Regions from separate parts of the Mus musculus genome. Here region 2 is linked to region 1. The links are chromatin contacts, called in public HiChIP or PLAC-seq maps. All regions are on one chromosome and are shown on one strand. The core of a region is the stretch at or near the end of the contact, and the rest is flanking DNA. Distances in the headings are between cores, read along the strand shown.

Region 1 (2,700 bases), core at 160-2,659:
ACCAAACTTCCTGAGGGAGAGGAGGTAGGGAAGAAAGGAAGGAGGGAAGAAAGGAGGGGAGGAAGGAAGGAAGGGAGGAAGGGAGGGAGGGAGAGAGGGAGGGAGGAAGGAAGGAAGGAAGGAAAGAAGGAAGGAAGGAAGGAAGGAAGGAAGGAAGGAAGGAAGGAAGGAAGGAAGGAAAGAAGAGGACATTAGGGACTTTGTCTACCTCCGTCTCTTTATTCTTAGTCATGGGGTGGGAATGGTGGAGCTAGGCACCTTTTACCTCCCTCCTTGAGACTCAGTTTCCCCACCCAGTGGTCCAACAGAGTATTAAAGTTACCTACCTTCCAGAGCCACGATGAAGAGTATTGAGCTCTAAGGTTTGGGAACTACTTCACCCAGAGCCTGGTACACCCAGAAGCTGGCCCTCCAGTCAGTATTCGGTATCATTATTAGCAAGCCCTGTTGTGTGGATGGAGAGACGGGAAGCTGAGAGGTTGAGTCCCTTGTTCAAGGTCACAAAGCCAATCCAGGACAGTCTGAGTCCTCCGGCCACCACAGATTTAGGAAGGAAACCCATCCCCAACGACAAATATTCTTTCTTGAGTCAGTCCTCAAGCCTTTTCCCTTGGCTGGGAAAAGGGTGCAGGGAGATATTAAAGACCTAGGTCCCGCCCACTAGACTTGCCAGATCCTCCTCAGTGAGCGTACACGCGCGGGAACGCACAGACCCGCGAAGAGGAGTGCGGGTAAGCACCTTCCTAGGAGAGACGAAAGGAGGATCCTCACGCCAAGAAACAGGCTTCTCAAGACCCCCCTTGCTAGGTCTCCTGGAGTCCCCGGGGCCGAGATGCTCCCCGACGGCCGCCAGGGGTCGCTGAGCCGGTGCGCAGGCCGCTCTCCATTCATAAATCCGGCCTGGCTCAGGCCGCTCCCTCCTCCCTTGCTCAGACCCCTTCTTCCCTTGGCTGGGTAGGGACGACCCCAGATTGGTGTTAAGAGGATGGACAGTCCTTTCGAGAGCCCTAGGGGAAGGGGCAGAGACATTGGCCTACCGATTTCCCAGCGGGACCTCCCTGCTCCTTAGGGGGTCTGGGAGGATTCCCAGAAGGGGCAGCAAGTGCGCTAAAGGGTACCTCCCGGAGGTGAGCGGAGTGGGGGGTGGCGCAGTCTTCCGGCACCCAGGTCCCCAGAGACTCCAGCCCCCTCCATCACCTGCCGATGCTCTTCTGGAATCCCCAAGTCAGTCCTGGGGGTCGCCCACGCCCCGCACCTGTTGGCTCCCGGCCCCGGGCATCCTCCGTTGCTGGAACCTGGACCTTGCTCGCGGGACTTCGCCTTGGTGCGGAACTGGAGACGCGGCGGGGTAGCCCCCTCCTGAGGCGGCGCTGTCCGCTCAGTGGCTGCGTGGTCCCGGCTCTGGTGCCCGCGGTAGCTCGGGAGGGCTAGGGAGGGCTGCGCGCCGCGGGGAGGGGAGCGGAGCGGGATGCTGGGAGGAGAGGGGAGGGAGCCCCGGCCTGTCTGCACTCGAGGTCACCCAGCTGGAGCCCCGCCTTGTACTTCACGCTTCCATCCACCTCCATTCACGCGTCCACTGGCTCATTCACATCCTTCGCACACTTACGCTCCCGCCACCCGGCATTCAGCACGCACCTGGGGTGGGGAGCGTCGAGGGGCCACAGAGCAGGGGTGGACCCCACCACTACTTGCTGCCTCACCTGACCGATTAGGGTGGTGGCACAGGTGAGTGGCATAAGGGTAAGAGGATGCCGGTGCCGCCTTCAAGCAATCTCAGGACGCGCTGGAGCAGCTGGTGTCCAGAGATGTCAGAAAGCCCTGATCTTTCCCGTTCTCCCTGCCCCAAATCCTTCTTGTTCACATTTACTTTCCCCCTCCTAAAGCACAGACATGAGGTGGAGGCAGAAGAAGGGAAGCTGGAGGCGTTCATTAACTCAATATTTACCAATCTCTGTGGCAAGCAATGAACCTGTAATACGGCCGCCATTTCCACAGGATACTCAATGCATGATCTCATTTAATCCCCGCGTCAGCCTGGGGGAGATAGTTATTACTGTCCCCATTTTACAGATAAGTCCTTGGATACACACAGCTCGGGGCTTTGCCCAAGGTCAGAGGCAGTGCTGAGGTTCGAACCTGTGTTTCACTCTCAGATCTCCCAGAGCCCCTCTAACCCCCAGTTCTGCATAGGATGTAGGCTTCCGGGGAGTAAGGCATTTCCCTATGGTGTCCACAAAGATGGGTGAGACCTAGGGAGCTGAGAGTCACAACAGAGCAGAAGAGCTCACCCAGGACTTCCTAGAACAGCAACACCTGCTCTGAAGCCGGAAGCAGGACCAAGTGGCCCTTGGGTTAACACGGAGGTGTGTGTGTGTGTGTGTGTGTGTGTGTGTGTGTGTGTGTGTGTCTTTAAGGCAGACAACAGCAGGTGCACATGATTGGATCAGGTCTCCTGGGAATCCTAGCAGGTGGGTGGGGACTTTGTCCACCTATCACCTCAAGACAGTGTCGTCCAAGCAAGGGTCCTTTCTCACACATCCCTTCCTTCCTGGGAGTTGTAACCACCATCTTCCCTTTGCAGCCAGACCCTCTTCTAAGGCACTGGAGATGCAAACAGGGGGTCTGTGAGCAGATGACTAGGACATCACCCTTCTGGGTCTGGTGACCTCTATCTACTCTGGAAGAATGGGAGTGGCTGGA
Region 2 (2,881 bases), core at 73-2,572, 210 kb before region 1:
ATTCATAAGAGAGAGAAAGCAATTGACATATTAATTAGATGAAAGATATTTTCAAATATTGCTTCCATTCTCCCATTCCAGTGTGCCTTCCTGCTCTCTTGGGAAGAGGTGAGGTGGAAGTGGCTTCCCAGAATCCCTTGCAACTGGTATTTTATTTGTTGTATCTATTTAATTCGGGGCAGGGTCTTATACACCCAGGCTGGCCTCTGAATTCAAAGGCAGAGGGTGGTGCTGGGCAGACTTCACATTTTACTTTGCTTCTCTCTCTCTCTCTCTCTCTCTCTCTCTCTCTCTCTCTCTCTCTCTCTCTCTCTCTCTGTCTCTCTCTCTTTCCCTTCCTTCTCCCTCCTCCTCCTATTTATTTATTTATTTATTTATTTATTTATTTATTTATTTATTTGTCGTTTTTTTTTTGAGACAGGGTTTCTCTTGTATAGCCCTGGCTGTTCTGGAACTCACTTTGTAGACGAGGCTGGCCTGGAACTCAGAAATCCGCTTGCCTCTGCCTCCCGAGTGCTGGGATTAAAGGTATGGGCCACCATGCCCAATACATTCAATTTTTAAAAATTAAAAAATATTCAAAAACTAAAAACTGGGTGGAGGGGGGAAAGAATAGTAAATAAAGTCACCACATGTGGGATCAATAACTAATTAATCATAAATTATAATATATATAATCAACAACTAATTATACTATTAACAATAAATATAAATAATTAATAGATTAATGGATTATTAAGTGCCATATCACTTGGTTTTTAAATTTTAAGAGCCAAGTGATATGTGCATGGGAGTGTCACCCATAGCTATGAAATCAGGCAAACAAAATCGACCACAAAGAAAAACCCCAAAGTTCCACAGAGTAGAGGGTTGAGAAATGAGAGGAAGTTTAAACTTTTCTATTTCTTGACGTTCTATTCGACTAGAAGGCACATGTGTGTCTAGATATATTGTATGCCAGACAATATTAAAATATCTAATTAGGAAAAATAATCAGATTTGAGTTTAACAATCCCCAGGGGTTTCAGACACCTCCTCCACTCTGTTTACAATCTTAGGCAGCTTTCGGCATCCGGGGGGTCTGCGATTCCTTTGCCCACGCACCCCGCACCCCGCCCGGTCGCGTGGAGGCAGAATGATTGGCACCTCCTCCCAGAAGCCCTCGGCAGGGAGCGAGCGCCTCCTGCTGGACAAGAACGCCAGCACCCCTAGGGAGCCGTTGCTGGGCACCACCAGGTCCTGCCTCCCACCCCTTGGATCCAGGACCATCTTCTCCGCATCACGTGCTTCTTCCCTCAACCCCCCCCCCCGGCCCCCCAGGAGTAGAAGGAGAAGGAGCTGTAGCAGCTCAGATGTAAGCGGTTGGAGCTTTAGGTCGGAGGTCCTAGTGCGTTCAGGGACTGGCTTGATTCAGAGTCCTGTTTATAGGAGTGGGGTATAGATAGGGCTGAGATTTCTGCTCCGTGTGGAGCTGGCTTTTGCATTTCTGGGAGAATCTCCTCTTTTCTGCTCTCTGTGTGCTTTTGGGCAGTCTCTGAACCAGCTAGGGTGAAGCGAGATACCTCATTTCACAGTGTCACTGATAAGTAGTGACTTTTACCCTTTTTCATTTAAGCAGAAAGCTTAAAGGGTAAAAAAGCTCTTGGGAAGCTCAGAGGAGTGGCCCTATCTGGATAGCTTCCCTTCTGCAGACTAGTGCGAGGAGTGGGGGTCGGGGGAGGGAGCATGTCTAGGAGGTGAGTTGGCAAGCCGGGGAGGACTACCCAGTCAGGCTTTCCCTGAGACCTCCCTCTTTTCCACATAGGCCTGTTGACAAGTTTTTAGCCAGGGCTGGTGGACAGAGGACATTGTCTAGGTTCCAGGACTCTCTGTGTGACTTCTTGGCTACTGGAAGCTCCAGAAGTCTTTGTGGTACATCACTGGACTTCCCAGATAGAGTACTGGTCTGTACAGAGGGGCCAGCAGGAATGGAAGAGGCCAGCAGCCCCAGCTTTAGACAAGCCACCACTGTCGAAGGAATGGTTTCCCCAGAGGATCCTACACTCAGCAAAGAGGGGCTCAGTGCAAAGGGCCCGCCCCCATCTCCAGTCCTGCCCCCTTTCCGAAGGAAATGCAGGAAGTGTGGAATCTGTCCCCAGGAGGAGGAAAAGTCAGGTTTTTCCCTGAGGTTTGGTCAAAGACCAGATGGGGACCCTCCCGAGTGTGCTTCTCCAGAGGCCTTTGCAGGTCCCCCAAGGCTTCTTTCTTCTAAGGACACTGAGCCTGGAGAGCCAGGTGGAAGTTGGGTGGAATGTGCTGTAGAAACCGAGGTTGAAAACATGCTCTTTTCTAAGGATGGGGTTGCGCCAGACAGCCTTGATCACCTTTTTGAATTCCCAGGGCTCTTTGGAGGCGAGCCCCTTAGTCTGGTCACCCAGGAGCCTCTTCAGAGTCCAGCACTGTACCCAGAGGTGCTGACTGAGGATTCTACAGATCAGCAGGAAGTACAGCCCGCGTTTGTGGTTGGCAGCCCTGGCACTCCACCTGACCCGGTGGGGCCAGAGGACAAGGCCCAGTCAGGGTCCAGGATGGAGCTGGAACAAGGACTTTCTGCCCCAGCCAATTCCTGTGCTAGCTCCCCAGAGCCCTTGGGTGGGCTCGATGGTGCACCCCTAGAGCAGAGAAGACCTACACATGTGAAGAAGCGGCCTTGGACAAGTCCAGATGACTCAAGCCAGGATCACGCAGAGGGAGCCAGTAAAAAGGATTTTCCCAGACTGGTAAGTTGAAGCTGATAGTTTAGGGTAGGATGGCTGGGTGTGGCACTTAACAGAAGTAAACTCCAGTGTCTCTTATTGAGCGTCTTCTCTCGGACTTGTTCTGTTTGGTTTGTTGGGGACTG

Evidence for each region. HiChIP or PLAC-seq counts read pairs in DNA pulled down with a chosen protein or histone mark.
Region 2: a contact with region 1 is called in a FOXA1 HiChIP or PLAC-seq map of pancreatic cancer cells. The contact joins the promoter of Spocd1 here to the promoter of Hcrtr1 in region 1. A contact is called at or near these places in 3 of 115 datasets of contacts at active chromatin or transcription factors (embryonic basal ganglia, embryonic stem cells and pancreatic cancer cells) and 1 of 9 other capture datasets (adipose tissue).

What each region holds. Positions count from the first base shown.
Region 1 is chr4:130,137,753-130,140,452 of GRCm38.p6, forward strand. It overlaps Hcrtr1 (hypocretin (orexin) receptor 1), which reads right to left and starts at 1,410. Exons shown (of 9, transcript NM_198959.2): 1 at 1,256-1,410; 2 at 327-444.
Region 2 is chr4:129,927,445-129,930,325 of GRCm38.p6, forward strand. It overlaps Spocd1 (SPOC domain-containing protein 1), which reads left to right and starts at 1,323. Exons shown (of 15, transcript XM_017320505.1): 1 at 1,323-1,354; 2 at 1,805-2,759. The coding sequence starts at 1,353.